Regions from separate parts of the Mus musculus genome. Here region 1 is linked to region 2. A link is a contact called in public capture Hi-C data. All regions are on one chromosome and are shown on one strand. The core of a region is the stretch at or near the end of the contact, and the rest is flanking DNA. Distances in the headings are between cores, read along the strand shown. Region 1 overlaps Zfp609 (zinc finger protein 609). Region 2 has its middle 12 kb from the start of Pif1.

The links. Capture Hi-C pulls out chosen DNA fragments and counts their contacts.
Region 1: a contact with region 2 is called in a capture Hi-C map of embryonic stem cells, with 3 times the contacts expected there. The contact joins two enhancer-like sites. A contact is called at or near these places in 1 of 15 datasets of contacts at CTCF or cohesin (the NIH/3T3 cell line), 6 of 484 Hi-C or Micro-C datasets (the G1E-ER4 cell line, embryonic stem cells and uterus), 4 of 115 datasets of contacts at active chromatin or transcription factors (all in embryonic stem cells) and 1 of 9 other capture datasets (embryonic stem cells).

The regions. Positions count from the first base shown.
Region 1 is chr9:65,773,103-65,777,936 of GRCm38.p6, reverse strand. The region is part of intron 2 of Zfp609 (zinc finger protein 609); the gene reads left to right. Among named protein-coding and RNA genes, the nearest start is that of Zfp609, 52 kb to the left of the region's middle. Within about 2 kb of position 1,261, at least 68 of the 459 cell types and tissues checked have an H3K27ac peak or open chromatin away from gene starts, as enhancers often do. A contact at or near this core is called in embryonic stem cells, where this site is marked.
Region 2 is chr9:65,596,682-65,601,542 of GRCm38.p6, reverse strand. It overlaps the pseudogene Gm10144. Among named protein-coding and RNA genes, the nearest start is that of Pif1, 12 kb to the right of the region's middle. Within about 2 kb of position 2,467, at least 18 of the 459 cell types and tissues checked have an H3K27ac peak or open chromatin away from gene starts, as enhancers often do. A contact at or near this core is called in embryonic stem cells, where this site is marked.

The DNA.
Region 1 (4,834 bases), core at 12-2,511, 180 kb before region 2:
TGCAGAAGTACTTGGAAGAAGTTTCTTGAGTTAGACCGCTGTGGTTTATGAAATTGTATGATATATGTTGTTTTTGCTGTAAATGTTTGTTCTATTTCCATAGAAAGTAGGTTTTTTGGTTTTTTTTTTTTTTCAATATAGAACTGGGCAACCTAGAACTGTTTAAGTATGTCTGGGTTTTCATTTTTCCTAAACTCCTAAAATGTGACATTAGTGATAGGATGGAAAGGCAGGTTTTAAAAAAAAAAGTCAGAATTTTGTTTTCAAAAACATTTTCAACTTCTGGCAATAGGGTATTAGAATTGGAAGGTTCAGAAATAAGGTGAGGTAAAGGAAGATAAGCTGTGAGGAAGCTGTGTCTGCATAGCAGCAGCTTCCTTCCCAGGTTACCTGTTGGAACCTCAGAGAAGATGGTGGCCTATTCCTAGTCACTCTGCCATCAATGACCCTCTGGTCTGATGCCACTGAAGTTACTTGTGAAAGGGTTTGCTTTCTGGTAAGTTCTTCAATATGTGAGAATGTAAATTCTAAGAGAAGTTCCTGGATGGAGCCCAAGCTCAAAGTAATAGATGAAGTCACCTACCTCAGTGTCTTGAGAGGAATCCAAGAAAAGGTGCTGTTTTGAAACTTGAAAGATCCTATAAAGAAAAGGCAGGTCTTGAGCCAAGCAGCTTTTGAGGTGGTAACCAGCCCAAACAAGAACTGGCATGTGCCTGCAGTCTCTAATCCTGGCTGGAGTTAGCTAAGGGAGAAATGTATGGGAGGCTCTGTAAGTGAAAGGATTGTTTATGACTTTGGATGCTGTGTGAATCCGAGTCAGAATAGTTTGGAGCTGGTCTCTGAGGCTTGGAAACACCCCCCACCTCAGGATACTTACCATTTTATAGCTTTTCTAGGACAGCCTTTTAGTATTCTGCTGTGCCAAGAGTAAGCTGGGGTTGGGGTAGGGTTTAATTAGAGTCAAGACCCATAGCTTTTTTTTTTTTTTTTTCCAATATCCTAAGCAAAAATTCTGTCTGTTTGGAAGCATTTAAGTTTTCCTAAAATCCCATTCTTGTCAGCTTGGTTTTTGAAAGAGGATAGACAGCCACGCCGAAGGGGGTCAGGCTGGCTTTAGAGGGGGAGGGGAAACACATCACTGACTGGGAAGGAGGGGCCACTGTTGCCTGTGGGTTTTGTTTGTTTTACTTCCCTGTGCTGAGGATCACTGCCCCTCCTCTTTGTGATACCAAAACTTTGTATCCTTGGCTGATCTGGAACTCTATAGACCAGGCTGGCCTCTAACCCAAAGGTCATCCTGCCACAGTCGGCAGCCCAGAGCCTTCCCAGAGCCTTACACAAACTAGGCAAGTCCTCTTCTATGAGCAAGACCTGCAAGTCTCCTGGCTTTATTTCCACCACGTGGGTCCAGGGGATAGAGCTCCAGTCATCAGGTTCTCGGGATCTAGCTCTCTTCTCCCCACTCCATTAATCTCTACTGATCCTGGCTGCCTGCAGAGTTTGCTGCCCGGGTTGTGTGCTGGAAATTGTTTCTTAATCCCTGTCTTGGAGTACCAAACTCCAGCTGTACTGTCTAGGTCTTGGGAGAACTGAGGGGCATTTGGTCACTGTAGACAAAGGCCCGTTTTGTCAAGAGAGATTAGGGCAAAGTACAACCATTGTTATCTCTGATGCCTTCATTGTCAACTGTCTACTTGGCCACAGGGATGCCTTGACCTCAATTAGCAGCAACCTGTTCTTAATGTTTCTTTGATATTTTCTACTAATGAGATTTCAGTGTTCAGGCTTCAAAACTTCCCGTTAATGTTTCTTTAAACTTTTTTCCCTTAATATTGGGAATACAAAGGGGAGGCTGAGCAGGAAAAGGTTCTTGCCACCAATATTGATCTGTGTTCAATTCTCTGCACCCACATGATAAAAGGTTGTCGTTTAACACTTGCACGTGTACAATACACACACACACACACACACACACACACACACACACAGAGTAATAATTTTTAATAGGAGCAGCTGTTGGTTGTAGGCATAGTTCTGTAGAGAGCCTTTACTTATCACATGTACACATCACACACAAACAAAATGAATAAATATTTTAAAAAATTCTAAAAGTAGTGAAATAGTGCTTTTCAGTTAATAGTTGGCAAAGTGCAAAAAGCCGTTTGTTTGCTTGTTTGTTTTTCTTGAGAGAAGACCTCACAAGCTAAGCTGGCCTTAAACTCCCATGTGTAGCCAAGGCTGGTATTGAACTTCTGATGTTCCTGCCTTTGCTTCTGAGTGCTGGGATGACTGGCTTGAGGACCAGGACTCTGCCTCCTACTTCTGGGGTGGCTGCAGGCAGGCATTGTGCGGTGTCAGAGGCCTGTAACAGCCCTCTTGTTCTGTTTTACTTTGAAACAGAATCCTATTAAGTTACCCAGGCTAGCCTAAAACTCCCTTAATAACCCAGACAGGCCTTGACTTTGTAATCTTCCTACCTCGACTGGGATTACAGGCTTCCTTCCAGTTGTATTTTGTATCTTGGAAGGGATTTCTGTAACATTGGAGAAGTGGTTGAGATTATTGGTTCAAGACTGGTTTGGGCATGAATCTCAACTCTGTTTGTTTAAGCATCTTTAATTTTCCCATTAGAGAACTGACCTGGTTTGGCCTAGCTTGACTAGATTTTATTACATTTGATGATGAGATTTCACCCTGAAGTCTGAAACTCCTTTTCTTTATGTTTTTATAATTTGTATCAAAGTTATTATCTTCATCGGTTACTATGTTCAGAAGTCTGTTTATTTTTTAAGCTGCTGGTGGTAAGTAGGTGTAAGGGGTAGTAGTTCTTTTTAAATGCTTAGCACATTAGTTCACTTCTTAGAAGGGGAGGTATCTGTGATATCAGTTAACTTAGTAGTTACTTTCACTACTGAGCTAATCAGGAAAGAGTTTTAAGAGTTATCTTATATAAAAAGAAAGGGGGCCGGGCGTGGTGGCCCATGCCTTTAATCCCAGCACTTGGGAGGCAGAGGCAGGCAGATTTCTGAGTTCGAGGCAAGCCTGGTCTACAAAGTGAGTTCCAGGACAGCCAGGGCTGCCTTGCTTAGTGGAATTAGCAAAAAAAAAAAAAAAGAAAAAAGAAAAAAGAAAGGGGCTGGCAGCTGTCTTGACACTATTATAACACAGCACTGGGAAGGCTGAGGCAGGGGGAGCAGTGTTTGGGATAGAGTCCCACCTGGGCTACATTGTGAAACTCTCAGAGAGGAGAAAGGGGGAACATGAGGGGTGAGGAAGGAGAGGAGGATGGGTTGAAGAGGCAGAGACTGCCATATAACATTATGACAGACTGCTCCGTCGGAACCTTGACTTTTCTATAGTAATATTTCAGTTAAGGAAGTGCCACAGAAATGGGCTCATTTATTTTCATACACTTTTTGGTGATTTTATAGGTGCAAGCTTCTGCTTATTAGAGATTTAGATTTATGTTTAACTTTTAATAGGTTTGTGGTAAGAAAACAAGTTTGGGTCAAGTAGAGAATGTGTTTTGGAATTACTGTACTATTTTGATGTTAAAAGAAACAAAAGGGGGCTGGCGAGATGGCTCAGTGGTTAAGAGAGCCGACTGCTCTTCCAAAGGTACTGAGTTCAAATTCCAGCAACCACATAGTGGCTCACAACCATCTGTAACGAAATATGATGCCTTCTTCTGGAGTGTCTGAAGACAGCTATAGTGTACTTACATATAATAAATAAATAAATCTTAAAGAAAACAAAAGGGGCTGGAGAGATGTCCCAGAGGTCCCAGAGTTCGGTTCCTGGCACCCACATGGTGGTTCACAATTATCTTTAACTCCAGTTCCAGGCGATCTGATGCCCTCTTGTGGTGTTCTTTGCACCAGACATCCTAATGCACAGACATAGGTGCAGGTAAAGCCTCCACACACAAGAATAATGGTACTTTAAGATAGGGGTTTTCCAAGACGGTTTCGCTCAATAGATGTGAATTTCTAAACGCGATAAGAAAGGTCTCATTTGAATGTTATTTCCTTTAGTGGGCTACACTGTATGTCATTACTTTGACTTTTTTTTTCGTATGCACATTTTAAATAAAACTGTACAATGTGTTATTTAAAAAAAAAAAGATAGGGGTTTTCCTCCTTTGGACCCCTCCCGCTGTCCAGAGCTCTCTTTTACTTTTCCCATTTAACTTTATTTATTTTTATTTTATTTTGCTTTTGTTTCTGAGATAGAGTCACTATGCAGCCTTGACTGGTCTGGAATTTGCAATGTATACCAAGCTGGCCTCAAATTTTTTGTGCTAGATTTAAAGCCATATACCACCATACCCAGCCATACCCCTACTCTTTTTGAAACAGTGTCTCACTATATAGCCCTGGCTGGCCTTGAACATTTCATGTTGAACAGATTGGTCTCAAGAAGAGATCCACTTCTCTGTGATTCCTGAGTATTGGAATTAAAGACATGTTCAACCACCCCTAATTCTCTTGTTATTAATAAACCCATGCTTGCTCTGCTGTGCTCAGAGGGTGGGAGGAGAGAAAGAGCTGGAGAGATGGTTTAGCGGTTAAACTCTGAATGACTGCTCATTCAGAGGTCTTGAGTTCAATTCCCAGCAACTATATGGTGGCTCACAACCGTCTGTAATGGGATCTGGTGCCCTCTTCTGGCCTGCAAGTGTACATGTAGGTAGAGCACTTATATACATGAAGTAAATAAATAAATCTTTTTTAAACAGAAACATTTTTTACGCATACTCCTTATTGTTTGCATTATCAGGTATAGGGATTGAAACCAAAGACCTCATCATACGCATGCTTAGCATATACCATAC
Region 2 (4,861 bases), core at 1,218-3,717:
ATATTGTAAACAGGATTAAATACATTCAACCACAGGTTGGGAGGCAGAGCAAGCAACCAGCTGACAGGAAGTCGACATAGGATTATTCCAACAAAAACCATAGAGAGGAGCCGGGCGTGGTGGCGCATGCCTTTAATCCCAGCACTTGCGAGGCAGAGGCATGCGGATTTCTGAGTTCGAGGCCAGCCTGGTCTACAGAGTGAGTTCCAGGACAGCCAGGGCTACAGAAAAACCCTGTCTCGAAAAACCAAAAAAACAAAACCAAAAAAACAAAAAACAAACAAAAAAAAAAACCCATAGAGAGTAAGAGGGCATCAGGAAGATGGATAGAGAGACACACAGGAAGTAGAAGGGAGGGACCTTCAGTTTGAAGGAGGTTGAGACAGTGTGAGGGAGGAGATTCCTGGCTGGAGAGGAAGGTCAGCTGGGTGCTTTCTCTGCCTCTCTGAGCTAGTAGGCTTCCATCCCAGCTCCTGGTCCTCATTGGTAGAAATCAAACGATTGAGATTTAAAAAAAAAAAAAAAAAAAAAAAAAGCATTTGGCACACAATGTACCTATCCAAAACCCTTTGTGACCAGGATGTGGTGCAAAGGGATCTGTGCCTTCTAACACAGAGGAAATTCCCTCAGTTGCCTAAACAGCTCTCCCCTCCCCCAAAGAGGCACCCATTAAACTATAGGAACCAACGGAATGGTTACAACTTTTGGCTTCCTGATGCTTCATCAACCACTGATGGAACTCAAACTGATAGAAAATGGCAGACTATAGAGCAGAGAATGGAATGGCCAATGCTGAAAAAAGAACCACAAAACCGGCACAGCAGTGTTGACTATAAGACAAACAACTAGGAAAGCAAAAGGAAAACTCTCTATCTTCAATTCATGGCCTGTGCAATGGTATAGCTACGTGGTCATCAAAAACGGAAAACCACTAACTGGCAGATAAATGGCAAAGATACCTGAGCCTGGGAGGCGTGAATGAATGGAAGTGACAAAACCTAGCAACACTTAGCAAAGACATTGAATTCTGTGTAGCTTATACAGGCAAGACATAAAATGTCTGAAAATAATGAGACAGTGGACAAATTAGCATCATGTTTAATTAAGACTAGAATATTAAAATTTGCCTGGGAATGAATTCAGAATAAATCAGTGAGGATGATAAATACAAATTGGAAAAACTTGAAAGTTTAACCCTAATGCTGAAATAAGGGGAAACTCTCTCCTAAGCTAGGTGTCTCTACCCTCTCAAGACGCCGTCCCACAAACATGGAGCAGGTAATGAACTTTGTCGAGCCAAGTCGGCAGTTTGTAAAGGACTCAGTTCGGCTGGTTAAAAGAAGCACCAAACCGGACAGAAGGGAATTCCAGAAGCTCTCCATGGCCACAGCGGTAGGATTTGCGATCATGGGATTCATTGGCTTCCTCATGAAACTGATCCATATCCCTATTAATAACAATTCTGTGGGTGGCTGAGTCCTTTCTCATCACGGGACGAGTGAACAGTGAGGGGGTGACACGATCATGAAGTGAAACGTTGCCTGGATGCTTTGTGGTTCTTGTTTCTTTCCTCCTTCCTATGAGGTTTTCTATTTCTAAATTAAAATAATTTCAAAATAAACATTTTTTCCATAACAAAAAAAAAAAGAATAAGGGGAAATAGAGAACCAGGACAACCCTATGAGAATAACTGTTCTAAGGAGCCCATAGCCAGGGGTGGTGCATACCTTTAATCCTAACACTTGGGAGGCAGAGGCAGGCACATAAGAATTACAGTGATTTAAATTTAAAAGCTGCTTGCAAAAAGCATACTGAAATTCAATTCAAAGTGAATGGTTTTTGTTTTTTTTTTTTTTTTTTTTTCTGAGACAGGGTTTCTCTGTATAGCCCTGGCTGTCCTGGAGCTCACTTTGTAGACCAGGCTGGTCTCGAACTCAGAAATCTGCCTGCCTCTGCCTCCCGAGTGCTGGGATTAAAGGCGTGGGCCACCACGCCCGGTCAAAGTGAATGTTCTTTGTGATCTAAAAATAAATACACTTAAACCTTGAACCATCCCATAAAGAGAAAGGGAAATATTGGTATATTTACCCACACATACTAAGATCTATTTAGTTTCAAATTTTCACAATAATTTTTAAAATTTCAATTGAAAGATAATACTTTTTCTGTTGCCAAACAAAACAAAACAAAACAAAAAGCCATTTTACCCTAGGAAAGATATAAGCTGCCAAGAAATAACCCCTGAGAGTTAGGGTGGGAGGAAGGGTTTAGCTTTTATCTTTCCAGGAGAATAAAAGCATTTAAGTATGGAATCTTGAGACCGCTGGACAAGTAAAACATCTGAAGAAAAAGAGAAAATGTCCCAAGAAAAAGGGTAAATTGGTCACGTGATATCATCCACTTCCGTGGTCTGAAATCACAGCTCAGAGCTCCAGACTAGCACCGGCACCAGTGCCACCATCTTGCCCGAGTAGCTGCCCCTTCCCACTTGACAACCACCGGGGGGCAGTGTTGGTGGTGGGGTGTGGGGACTAAGTGGGGGTGGGGGCGGGGGGCGAGCTGGACAGCCCCACCTCCCCTCTGACTCCCACACTCCCGCCCCTCCCCCCCCCCCCCCCCCCGCAGGCACTCCTTTCTTTTTTCCTATCTTGCAGCTGGCCCATAGCGGATTCCCAAATGCTTGTCTCTGCTGCCCTCTACAGTCACAAGTGGCAAATGAGCTTTATATGGTCTCAATTCAATTAAAAACTAAAGCTGACTTTGGGGTGGCTCTCTCATTCTCTAGCCCACTCATGCTTGTTAAAGGAAAATCCAAAAATCTCTGTTTCATATCAGAAGAGCCTCCTGGACAGAAGAAAACAAGAAATAAGGGATTTACTATTATTCTATTGCCACTAATCCCTTAATCTTTCGGCTTTCATTTAACTCTCTAAAACTTTCCTTAAAGTATAAATATTATCTCAAAATCTATGAAATTATTATGTTATCTATAAATTTTCTGTCATCACACAGAGTACTAACTAATTCTGGAAGTAATCTTCATCGAGCTTCCTGTGCATGTTTTCAGGCTTGAGTCTGAAGCAAGTAACTAGGAACCAAGTTTGTGTACCTCGGATGTACTCGATAGACGGGATCCTCAAACCTTTTAGAGATCTGCTGAACATATCATTTAAAATGTTTAGGTTTGGGGGCTGGTGAGATGGCTCAGCGGTTAAGAGTGCCGACTGCTCTTCCAAAGGCCCTGAGTTCAAATCCCAGCAACTACATGGTGGCTCACAACCATCCATAATGAAATCTGATGCCCTCTTCTGGAGTATCTGAAGACAGCTACAGTAGTGTACTTATAATAAATAAATAAATAAATATTTTTAAAAAATGTTTAAGTTTTCTACCATTCCTAACGGTTCCCTTTGAGGTCTCTGAGAGGATGGGGACCTACAATGACTAATCCACCTGGATTGTGGGGACGCTAACCACTGGACAGAACTGCCCCAAGCCTCTTCTACCACCAGGCTCTACACAAACAGTGGACACCTTTGAGTTGACTGCTATGTTCTACCTAGCCAGGATTGCCACTAAGCTGATAAACACCACCCAAAGATCAGCTTAGAACTACAAACTGCTCAGGACATTCAAATGAGTTCATATAAGACTGACACGAGCATTGTACAGAATGCAGAACTCAAAAATACTTAATCCTTTGACTGCCAAATACAACCAAGCTGGACATTGTGGAAAGCTTGGCAGAAATAGCTTCATTACTGTAAATACTTTTACTATATTGGAGCTAAGATCTTATCTTTTCATTTAGACAAATGGGAGGTGATGTTGCAAGATATTTGATCACAGTGTGAACCCTGAGATTGTGTTGCTTACTGGAAAAATCTGTTTCTAGTTGTGGTGTAGCTCAGCCTTAGCACACACCTTGAATCCAAGAGCTTTCTGCTTGAATATTGTAAGCAGGATTAAATAAAGTCGACCTTAGATCAAAAGGCAGAGCAGGGGCTGGAGAGATGGCTCAGTGGTTAAGAGCACTGATTGCTCTTCCAAAGGTCCTGAATTCAAATCCCAGCAACCATGTGGTGGCTCACAACCATCTGTAATGATAACTGAACCTCTTCTGGGATGTCTAAAGACAGATACAGCGTACTTACATATAATAAATAAATAAATTCCCCCCCCCCCAAAAAAAAAAACAAGCAGAGCAAGCAACCAGTGGACAGGAGGTGAACATAAGATTATTAAGAAAAAAAAAACATAGAGAGTAAGAGTCAGGATGGTTATAGACACACATGAAGTAGAAGGGAGGGACATTCCGTTTGAAGGAGGTTTTTATTGGTTGTTGTTTGGTTTTTCGAGGCAGGGTTTCTCTGTGTAGCCCTGGCTGCCCTGGAACTCACTTTGTAGACCAGGCTGGCCTCGAACTCAGAAATCCACCTGCCTCTGCCTCCCAAGTGCTGGGATCAAAGGCATGTGCCACCAGGTATACTTTTTTTTTTTTTTTTAATATATGTGAGTACACTGTAGCTGTCTTCAGACACACTAGAAGAGGGCATCTGAGCTCATTAAAGATGGTTGTGAGCCACCATGTGGTTGCTGGGATTTGAACTCAGGTCCTCTGGCAGAGCAGTCAGTGCTCTTAACCCCTGAGCCATCTCTCCAGTCCCTGAAGGAGGTTTTTTGAGACAGTGTGTGAGAGGGCATTACTGGTGAGACTGAGGAAGGAGGTCAGCTGGGTGTTTTCTCTGCCTCTCTGGGCTAGCAGGCTTTCGCCTCAGCATCTAGCTCTCAAACAATTGAGATTTTGTAAAATAGCAACAACAAAAAAAGCCCATTTGCTATTGGTAAGGATCCGAGTTCC